Regions from separate parts of the Sus scrofa genome. Here region 1 is linked to region 2. A link is a contact called in public HiChIP or PLAC-seq data. All regions are on one chromosome and are shown on one strand. The core of a region is the stretch at or near the end of the contact, and the rest is flanking DNA. Distances in the headings are between cores, read along the strand shown.

Evidence for each region. HiChIP or PLAC-seq counts read pairs in DNA pulled down with a chosen protein or histone mark.
Region 1: a contact with region 2 is called in an H3K27ac HiChIP or PLAC-seq map of alveolar macrophages. The contact joins the promoter of FBXW9 here to the promoter of FARSA in region 2. A contact is called at or near these places in 1 of 5 promoter capture datasets (fetal liver), 3 of 47 Hi-C or Micro-C datasets (heart right ventricle, liver and skeletal muscle) and 1 of 2 datasets of contacts at active chromatin or transcription factors (alveolar macrophages).

Annotation. Positions count from the first base shown.
Region 1 is chr2:66,288,637-66,293,241 of Sscrofa11.1, forward strand. FBXW9 (F-box/WD repeat-containing protein 9) reads left to right here and starts at 2,211. Exons shown (of 9, transcript XM_013990609.2): 1 at 2,211-3,021; 2 at 4,363-4,502; 3 at 4,588-4,605. The coding sequence starts at 2,613. It overlaps TNPO2 (transportin-2), which reads left to right. Exons shown (of 25, transcript XM_021083729.1): 25 at 1-127.
Region 2 is chr2:66,103,888-66,108,788 of Sscrofa11.1, forward strand. FARSA (phenylalanine--tRNA ligase alpha subunit) reads left to right here and starts at 1,506. Exons shown (of 13, transcript XM_003123337.4): 1 at 1,506-1,702; 2 at 4,467-4,604; 3 at 4,704-4,802; 4 at 4,879-4,901. The coding sequence starts at 1,556.

The sequences.
Region 1 (4,605 bases), core at 961-3,460, 190 kb after region 2:
CCTCTTCCTCCTGTGGGCTCCAGGGTCTGTCCATTTGTTACCGTGCTGTGCTGGGGATTAGCGCCAAGGTGGCGTGAGATTCCACTTGTGTAGAACTTTGTTGAGTAAAGATCAGTTTCTTGTGAAACCTTGGTCTCCATCTGGCGTCTTGTGTCCTGGGCTTTGGCAATAGAGAAGAAAGGTGGAGGAGTTCCTGTTGTGGCTCGGTGGTAGCAAACCTAGCTGGTATCTATGAGTATAAGGGTTCAATCCTTGGCCTCGCTCAGTGGGTTAATTATCTGGTGTTGCCGTGAGCTTTGTGTAGTTCCCAGATGTGGCTTGGATGTTGTGCTGCTATGGCTGTGACGTAGGCCAGCAGCTGTAGCTCCAGTTCAGCCCCTAGCCTGGGAACTTCCGTATGCTACAGGTGCCCTAAAAAGTTAAAAAAAAAAAAAAAAAGAAGAAGAAGAAGAAGAAAGGTGGAGGGGGGCCTGGGAAGCTTTAGAAATGGGGATGCACAGGAATCAGGTCAGGAAGGAATTAGGGGAGTGGGGAAGTAAATAAAATTAAATGTGTTAACATACAGGTGCAGTACAGTCTGTGGGAAATAATTACAGCTCACTAGATCCTGAGCTCACTAAAGGGAAGCTGTTAGTATCACAGCCCAAGTTCAAGATCCGCATCTGCTAAAGATTAAACTGGTAAGGGGGCAAAGCCTTGTAGCACTCATCTTTGGCTGACTTCACAACTCTGGTTTGCTGGGCAGGTTAGACATTTTTGGAGACAAGTTTTTTGTTTTGTTTTGTTTTGCTTTGCTTTTTAGGGCCACACTTGTGGCATATGGAGGTTCCCAGGCTAGGGGTCCAATAGGAGCTACAGCTGCTGGCATATACCACAGCCACAGCAATGGTTAGACTTTTTGTAGAGGGCTCAACCCAGCACCAAGTCTGTGGGACATATGTAAATAGGGACAATGAAAGGCAAATGAAAAATTGCTCCTCTGGGAACACATGCCTCAACAAAATCTTGTTGCAACCTCAGGACAGCCCAAGGAGCACCTGCATCAGCTGGGGAAAATTTATTGCTGACACACAACCAGCATTTGTTCAACTGAGTGTGTGCATTTTTATTTATTTGTCTTTTGTTTTCTTAGGGCTGCACCCACGGCATATGAAAGTCTCAGGCTTAGGAGTTTAATCAGAGCTGCAGCCACCGGCCTGTGCCACAGCCACAGCAACTCGGGATCTGAGCCACGTCTGTGACCTGCACCACAGCTCATGGCAACGCCAGATCCTTAACTCACTGAGCAAAGCCAGGGATTGAACCCACGTCCTCATGGATGCTAGTTGGGTTTGCCAACCGCTGAGCTACGATGGGAACTCCCATTGTGTGCATTTTTAGTGAGAAGAACTAAAGCAAAACTGAAAGTGATGTGTTCTGTAAAGAAAAAAATGCAGTGAGGAGGGGAGAAAGAATGTTATGGAAAATGGTCGCAGTGTTTAACAGTAGGATACTTTAGAAAGGTGACTTGAGGAGTTCCCTTTGTAGCTCAGCAGAAACGAATCTGACTAGTATCCATGAGGACACAGGTTCCATCCCTGACCTTGCTCAGTGGGTTAAGGATCCAGCGTTTCCTTGAGCTGTGGTGTAGGCTGCAGACACGCAGCTCCCATCTCACATGGCTGTGGCATAGGCCAGTGGCTATAGCTCTGATTCGACCCCTAGCCTGGGAACCTCCACATGCTGCGGGTGTGGCTCTAAAAAGACGGGGTGGGAGGAGTGATTTGAGCAAGGATCTTCATGGATATGAGAAGTCAGGCGCGGCAACAGCTAGTGCTGCTTGAGAATAACACTGGAGCAAAAGGGGCTGCCGGGAAATGAGGTGCTTTTTAAAATAGGATGATAATTCAGCGTTAACTTTCATAGAGTTACATGCAGTCTAACTGCATGTTTCTGGTTCCAGAAGGAAAGACAGGAGTTTGAGTTGGTAGCATGCCCAGAAACTGCGAACCAGGAAAAGGGATATACATTTCTAAGGTCAGTGTCACTTTTTTTTTTTTTTTTTTGTCTTTTTTTTTGCTATTTCTTGGGCCGCTCCCGCGGCATATGGAGGGTTGAATCGGAGCTGTAGCCACCGGCCTACGCCAGAACCACAGCAACGTGGGATCCGAGCCGTGTCTGCAGCCTACACCACAGCTCACGGCAACGCCGGATCGTTAACCCACTGAGCAAGGGCAGGGACCGAACCCGCAACCTCATGGTTTCTAGTCGGATTCGTTAACCACTGCGCCACGACGGGAACTCCCAGTGTCACTTTTGAGAAGTGCCTTCGAAAGGGCTGTTTTTCAAGCCAGTGTCCGCTGGCCCTCTTCGGTAGCACTATCAGAAATACTTGCTTAAAAACCGGAGGAAACAGGACTGCATTTCCCAGTCCAAGCCAGGCGCAGCTGGAGAAGAAGACACCCTCAGCAAGCTGACTTCTACTACGCATCCAGTCTCCCCGCGAGCCGATCGCTTCCGGTTGGCGCCGTATCGTCATTAGGTAGCGCCGGAAGTGCCCTCGCGCTGCCTAGGAGACAGGACGCTTGCCCAGCCGCTGACAGGGCCCGGCGGGCCGCGCCCACCCGGTCGCCATGGAGCTGCCTCCAGGGCCGCGCGACGATCCTTGCGCCTGGGACGATGACTCTGACCTGGAGCTGGAGCCTGACCCAGACGCGCAGGCCGAAGCTTACGTGGCCCGCGTGCTCAGTCCTCCGAAACTCGGGCTGGCGCCCCCGCGCACCCCTCCGCTGCCGGCTCCCGCCGTGTCTCTTGGCGCTCTGGAGCCGCGGGCCGCGTCCAAGGGCCCGGCTGTGGCGGTTCCGGGCCTGTTGAGCCTCCCCCCGGAGCTGCTGCTCGAGATCTGCGCCTACCTCGACGCGCGCCTTGTGCTCCACGTCCTGCCGCTCGTGTGCCACACGCTGCGCGACCTCGTGCGTGACCATGTCACCTGGAGGCTACGCGCGCAGCGCCGCGTACGCGCGCCCTACCCAGTGGTGGAAGGTGCGAGCGACCGGGGGCCAGGGTCGCCCTCCCAGGTCAGGCTTGGGGCAGGGGAGAGAGTCCAGGGGTTCCGTGAGACTACTGGTGGTACCAAAGCCCCCGACCTCGGGGTGGACCATGAGGCAGATACTTAGAGTCCTGAGACTGTGGAAACCTACCTGAGGAGCTGGGGTCCCTGAACTCAGGATCCAACGATTGATCCTTAGGCTTGGGTGTCTCAGTCTGTCAGAATCTTCTAGGGGCTTAGAGCAATCCCAGGAATTCCCAGGTTCTGGGTCTAGATGCTAAGATAGCAACTGGTGATACCAAAGCTTCTTACCCCTATAGTCTTGATGTAGGTAGGGGTGAGGCAGGGAGTCAGATCCAGAGCCTTAAACCTTGAACATAAGCTAGGGTTTAGAGGTTGGTATCCCTGATGCCAGTGATCATAGGCCCTTGAGCCCAGGGTCTAACCTGTGATCTTAGGCAGGGGTTGGTGGTCATTCCTCCTGCCCTCAAGGTCTTTGGTCCCTAGAGGATATGACAACTTGGTAACTTTGTTTTTTTGTTTTGTTTTGTTTTTGTTTTGTTTTGTTTTTTGCTATTTCTTCCGGCCGCTCCTGCGGCATATGGAGGTTCCTAAGCTAGGGGTCGAATTGGATCTGTAGCCACCGCCCTACGCCACCACAGCAACGCGGGATCCGAGCCGTGTCTGCAACCTACACCACAGCTCACGGCAATGCCGGATCGTTAACCCACTGAGCAAGGGCAGGGACCAAACCCGCAACCTCATGGTTCCTAGTCGGATTCGTTAACCACTGCGCCACGACAGGAACTCCACAACTTGGTAACTTTGAATCGATGGGACTTTACTAAACAGCTTGGTAAACATAGATGCTTGAGTCATGGACTTGGGTTCTTCATCAAGACCAGACTCCCAGGTTTGTGATACTACTAGTTTGGGAAACACTTTCCTGGGTGTAGTTCACATGACCGAGGCAGGAAGGGTTAGTTATGAAGTCCAAGTTCTTGTGGGTTGGAAAGCCAAGGTTGGACTTCAGCCTGAGGCTGCTATCCCCCAGACTTGAGTTGGGGAATGAGGCCTGGGAGGGTGACCCTGGAATTCCAGTTACCCAATGTCTGGAAACTGGGTAAGGAGTAGTCCTAGACCTGCTCACAGGTGGGAAGGCTGGTGGTCCCAAAGCTAGAGCCCGGGCCTCCTTGGGTGGGGTAAGGGATCCAGGTGGGATTCTCTTCAAGTCTGGTCAGATCATGCTCTCTGGAAGCCAGGGGTGAGCTTGGACAGCTGATGTGGGTGGCAGGGTTCCTGCCCACTGGGGACCCTGCTATTGCGTCCCACAGGGGAGGACTTTGATTGGCCGGCGGCCTGCATTGAGCTGGAGCAGCACCTGTCCCGTTGGGCAGAGGATGGTCGCTGGGCTGAGTACTTCTGCCTGGCTGATGGGCACTTTGCTTCCATTGACTCAGTGCTGCTGATCCAGGTGAGGTGGCGGGGGGGAGTTGGTGGAGGGCCAGGCAATGATGGGTCAGAGTGACCCCAACGTCACCACCTCACTTCCCTCCCAGGGTGGGACACTTTGCCTT
Region 2 (4,901 bases), core at 256-2,755:
TGTAGGCTGGCAGCTGCAACTCCTATTCCATCCCTAGCTGGAAATTTATACATGCCAGCTGTGGCAAAAAAAAAGAGAGAGAGAGAGAGACCTTGATGGGTACATTCTGAGTTTTTGTTAAGACTTTACTGAAAGTCCAGACAGGGGGATATCAGTAACCCCATTTTCCAGGCTCAAATAACAATTATGATGGCTAAATAAGTAAATGCATACTGCTTAAAATAGCACCTAACACACAATCCACACTCAAAAAAAATTTTTTTTTCTTTTTAGGGCCACATCTTCCGCGTTTGGAAGTTCCTAGGCTAGGGGCTGAATCGGAGCTGCAGCTGCCAGCCTACACCACAGCAAGACCAGATCTAAGCTTCATTTGTAAGCTACGCTACATCCTTAACCCACTGAGTGAGGCCAGGGATTGAACCCGCATCTTCATGGATATTAGTTGGCTTGTAACCTGCTGAGCCACAACGGGAACTCTCTGGTATTTTTATATTAAGTGTTGAAATAATAATTCGGACACTTTAGGTTCTGTAAAGTCTTCAAATTAATTTCACCCCTTTTGTTTTTAACATTGCTACAAGGAAGTGTAAGATTACATTTGCATCTCAAATTATATCTCTATAGGTGAGCACTGATCTATGCTACAAATTATTTCCCTGACATAGGTCTTCTCAAAGCATTGGGGCAAAGAGGGGGTGGAGAGGGCAGGCTCTGAGGTGTTTATAATTTCTCACACCATCTCCACCTTGCAGAACCTTAGACAAGGCATATCTCTGTCCAAGCCTCGGTTTTCACATCTGTGAAGTGGAGATTATATTGGTATATATCATACAGTTTTTGGGAAAATGAAATAGCAAACCCGAAGCACTTAGCACTGGCCTGGATGTATGGGATACTGTCCACACAGATTAGCTGCTACCTTGACTCTTAACTGAGTCCTTCTCCCTCTATAAATAGGGTTGGTCCCTATCCAGCCTCCCTTTGAACATTTCAAAGTAGTTGACATCAGCAGGATGATTGTGTCTGGAGCCAGCCCACCACCCACAGCCCTCTTGTGGGTTATAAAAGAATCCCCCAAGGGCACAGTGCTCTGAGGCCCAGAGAGGGGAAAGGTCAAAGTCACGGAGCTTGCTGAAGATGGGGCTGGAAGAAGCTTAAAACAACACTGTGAGGAGCTCCCTGGTGGCCTAGCAGTTAAGGATCCAACATTGTCACTACTGTGGCTCTGGTCACTTGTTGTGGTGCAAGTTCCAGCCCTGGTCCAGGAACTTCTGCTTGCCACAATCGTGGCCAACGCTGACCCCGCCCCCAATGCTGTGAGTCTGTGGTTGACAGCATCGATTTGACCCTTCTGGTCAACCAGACGCCACTAGTCCAGCTAGGTCTGGGCTCCTAACTCGCTCTGGAGTTCAAGTGACACACCCAAGATGGCGGTGTACCGACCCGACGACATGATCCGCCACACACAAGATGGCGACGAACGCTCTGGACGCCGGTTCCGCTTCCGGTTGCCCTGGCCGCCGGCAGGGACACGCCGTGCGCACTGGGAGCAGCCATGGCCGACGGTCCGGTGCCGGAGGTGTTGCTGCGGCGGCTGGAGGCGGCTGATGGCGGCCTGGACAGCGCAGAGGTGGCAGCCCAGCTGGGTTTAGAACACCAGGCTGTGGTGGGTGCCGTGAAGAGCCTGCAGACACTGGGCGAGGTGAGCCGGGCCCTTCAAGCCGGGCCTCCTGGCTTTTGCATCTGCAGTTCCCTTGCCAGGTGTCTCTGCCTCCAGAACAAACTCTGTCAGGCCTGGTTAGGGGTAGTTGTATATGTGTCCAGCCCAGGGTGCGCAGGCGGGGAGTCAGGAATAAATGAGGGCCCGGACGTTCCTACTGCAGTAAATGTCCATTGAGGCTGAGAGGGTGGGTAGTGTGATGGTGGACGAAAAAGACGCAGTTGGTGCCGTCATGGAGATTGCGGTCTAATAGATAAACTCAAGTGACCAGAGTGATGAAGGAGAAATACAGAGAATTCAGAGGTGACAGCTGAGCTGGCCTTGAGGAGCAGGGAGAGCATCCCAAAAGCGGTGATAGCTAAGTCGGGTTTCCGCATTTAGGAGAAAAACCATGGCACTTTAGGAATTGATGGGATGTGGAGGTAGGTGATGAAAAACACCAGCAGAGCCAGAATTTGCAAGGCCTTCTAGGTCTTTATCTCACAGGGGCCATGGCAGGAGCTGGAGCCACTCAGATGTTTGTACTGCCTACATCACTTTGGGGAAGGATTGGCAGGGGTGGGACTGGAGGTGAAGGGACAAAGGCAGAGGCTGCTGCATCCTCAAAGTAGAGAATATGGTCCTCGGTTGAAGGGAGGCAACTGGAATGGAGAAGGGATTCAAGAGAAAGAATGAAATGAGATTCACGACAAGGTAAGGGGAGCACAGCTAAACCCCAGCCTTCCGACTTGGACAAATGAAGGGCGATGGAGCCAGAAAGGAAGGATGCTAAGAGACCTGTCAGCCACCCAGGAGACTGGATCCAAGTGGCTGGGACTGAGAAAACAGATCTGGGCTTTTTATTCATCAGGCTCATAATCAGTGCCACACTCTGGTCTCAGCTTTATTTATGATCCAGTCTTTGATGTAATATTAGGATGATGGCACTATTATCCCCATTTTGCAGATGTGTCAACTTCTAAGCTGTGGTCAGAAACTTGATCAATGTCACTAGAAGGAATAAGCAAATCTGGGTTTGCAATCAGGCACTCAGGCTATAAAGTCTGAGGTTCTCAGTGCAAACAGGAATTGAAGCTATGGTATGTGGGATGACAGCACCTTGATTGAGGTGAAGTTGACATCTGTTGTTTACAGATGTCTAAGTAGTCACAATTTTTTTTTTTTTTTTTTTTTGTCTTTTTGCCATTTCTTGGGCTGCTCCTGTGGCATATGGAGGTTCCCAGGCTAGGGGTCCAATCAGAGCTGCAGCCGCCGGCCTACACCAGAGCCACAGCAATGCGGGATCCGAGCCGCGTCTGTGACTTACACCACAGCTCATAGCAACGCCGGATCGTTAACCCACTGAGCAAGGCCAGGGATCAAACCCGCAACCCCATGGTTCCTAGTCGGTTCGTTAACCAAGTAGTCACAATTTAATGTAGTTCAATCTAAGGATGATGACAGTAATACGAACAATAGTAGTAGTTATTGGAACGCACACAGCATTTGCTGCATGCTAAGTTCTGTACATCCTTTCTGTGTGTTAATTTAGTTGCTCTTAAAAACAACTCTGAGGTAGAGTCCACTACACTCTTCTCTCATGGATAGTAAAAGTTGCTCAGAGAGGTTAAGCAACTTTCCTAATGTCACAGAGGTAGGAATTAAAATGAAAGGGGAGCTAGGCCCTTTGGGCCCCACCCAGCCTTGCTCCCTTTTAGGGTGACCTAAATCCATCCTCTTCATAGAGCCTAAGGGGTATATCCTGCATATAATGTGGACCCCTGGGGTCCTTCTCTGACACTCTGGGTACCGAGATGTGGAGAGAAATCGTTTCACCTGAGACCTTAAAACTCTTTTCCAAGAGTTCCCTCATGGCTCAGCGAGTTAAGGATCCAGAGTCATCACTGCTGTGGCATGAGTTTGATCCTTGACCTGGGAACTTCCACATGCCACGGGGCGCAGCACTCTTCCTCCTCCCCCCCCCCGCCCGGCAAAAGGAGTTCCCGTCATGGCTCAGTGGTTAACGAATCCAACTAGGAACCATGAGGTTTCGGGTTCGATCCCTGGCCTAGCTCAGTGGGTTGGGGATCCGGTGTTGCCGTGGGCTGTGGTGTAGGTTGCAGATGTGGCTTGGACCCCACATTGCTATGGCTCTGGTGTGGGCCAGTAGCTACAGCTCCGATTGGACCCCTGGCCTGGGAACCTCCCTATGTGGCAGAAGCAGCCCTAGAAATGGCAAAAAGACCAAACAAAACAAAACTTCTAGGTTCAAAAGGGATGATTTGTTCTTTGCAAGGCAGGTAACATCTTTAGTACCTTACCTCATCCTGGGAGATGTGAATTTTTTTTTCTTTGGGGCCATACTTGTGGCATATGGAAGCTCTCAAGCTAGGGGTCAAATTAGAGCTATGGCCACAGCCACAGCAACACCAGATCTGAACTGTGTGACCTACACCGCAGCTCACAGAAACACCAGATCCTTAACCCACTGATCGAGGCTAGGGATCGAACCCACACTTTCATGAATAGTAGTTGGCTTCTTAACCCATTGAGACATAGCTGGAACCCCATGGTCATTTTCATCATTATCCTTAAGTTATAAAAGATCAACTGAGGTTCAGCAAAGGGAAATGCACTTGGCTGAGAAATGGTACAGCTGGGATGCGAAGCTGACTTCAGAGGTGTAAAACTGCATCCCCAGCGCTGTGTCAGGAGAGTGCCTGCATCTGAACCCTGTCCCTGCCCATGTCCCCTTGTTTTCCTTCAGATTATCGAGGCTGAGCTGCGCTCCACCAAGCGCTGGGAGCTTACTGCTGAGGGCGAGGAGATTGCCCGGGAGGGCAGCCATGAGGCCCGGGTGTTTCGCAGTGTCCCCCCAGAGGGCCTGCCCCAGAGCGAGCTCATGGTAGGAGACTAGGGATGGGACAGCGGGGCCTGGGGAGGGGAGGGGGTGAGGGCAGCCCTTGTATCCCACCCCCACCTCACTGCAACCTTGCTCCCCTAGCGACTGCCGAGTGGCAAGGTGGGCTTCAGCAAGGCCATGTCCAACAAGTGGATCCGAGTGGACAAGAGTGCTGCTGATGGGCCCCGGGTGTTCCGAGTGGTGAGTCCCTGCTGGTGGGTGGTCAGGCAGGTGGGTCCCCGGCTCTCACGGCCCCTCATGTCCATCATTGTGGCAGGTGGACAGCGTGGAGGATGAGGT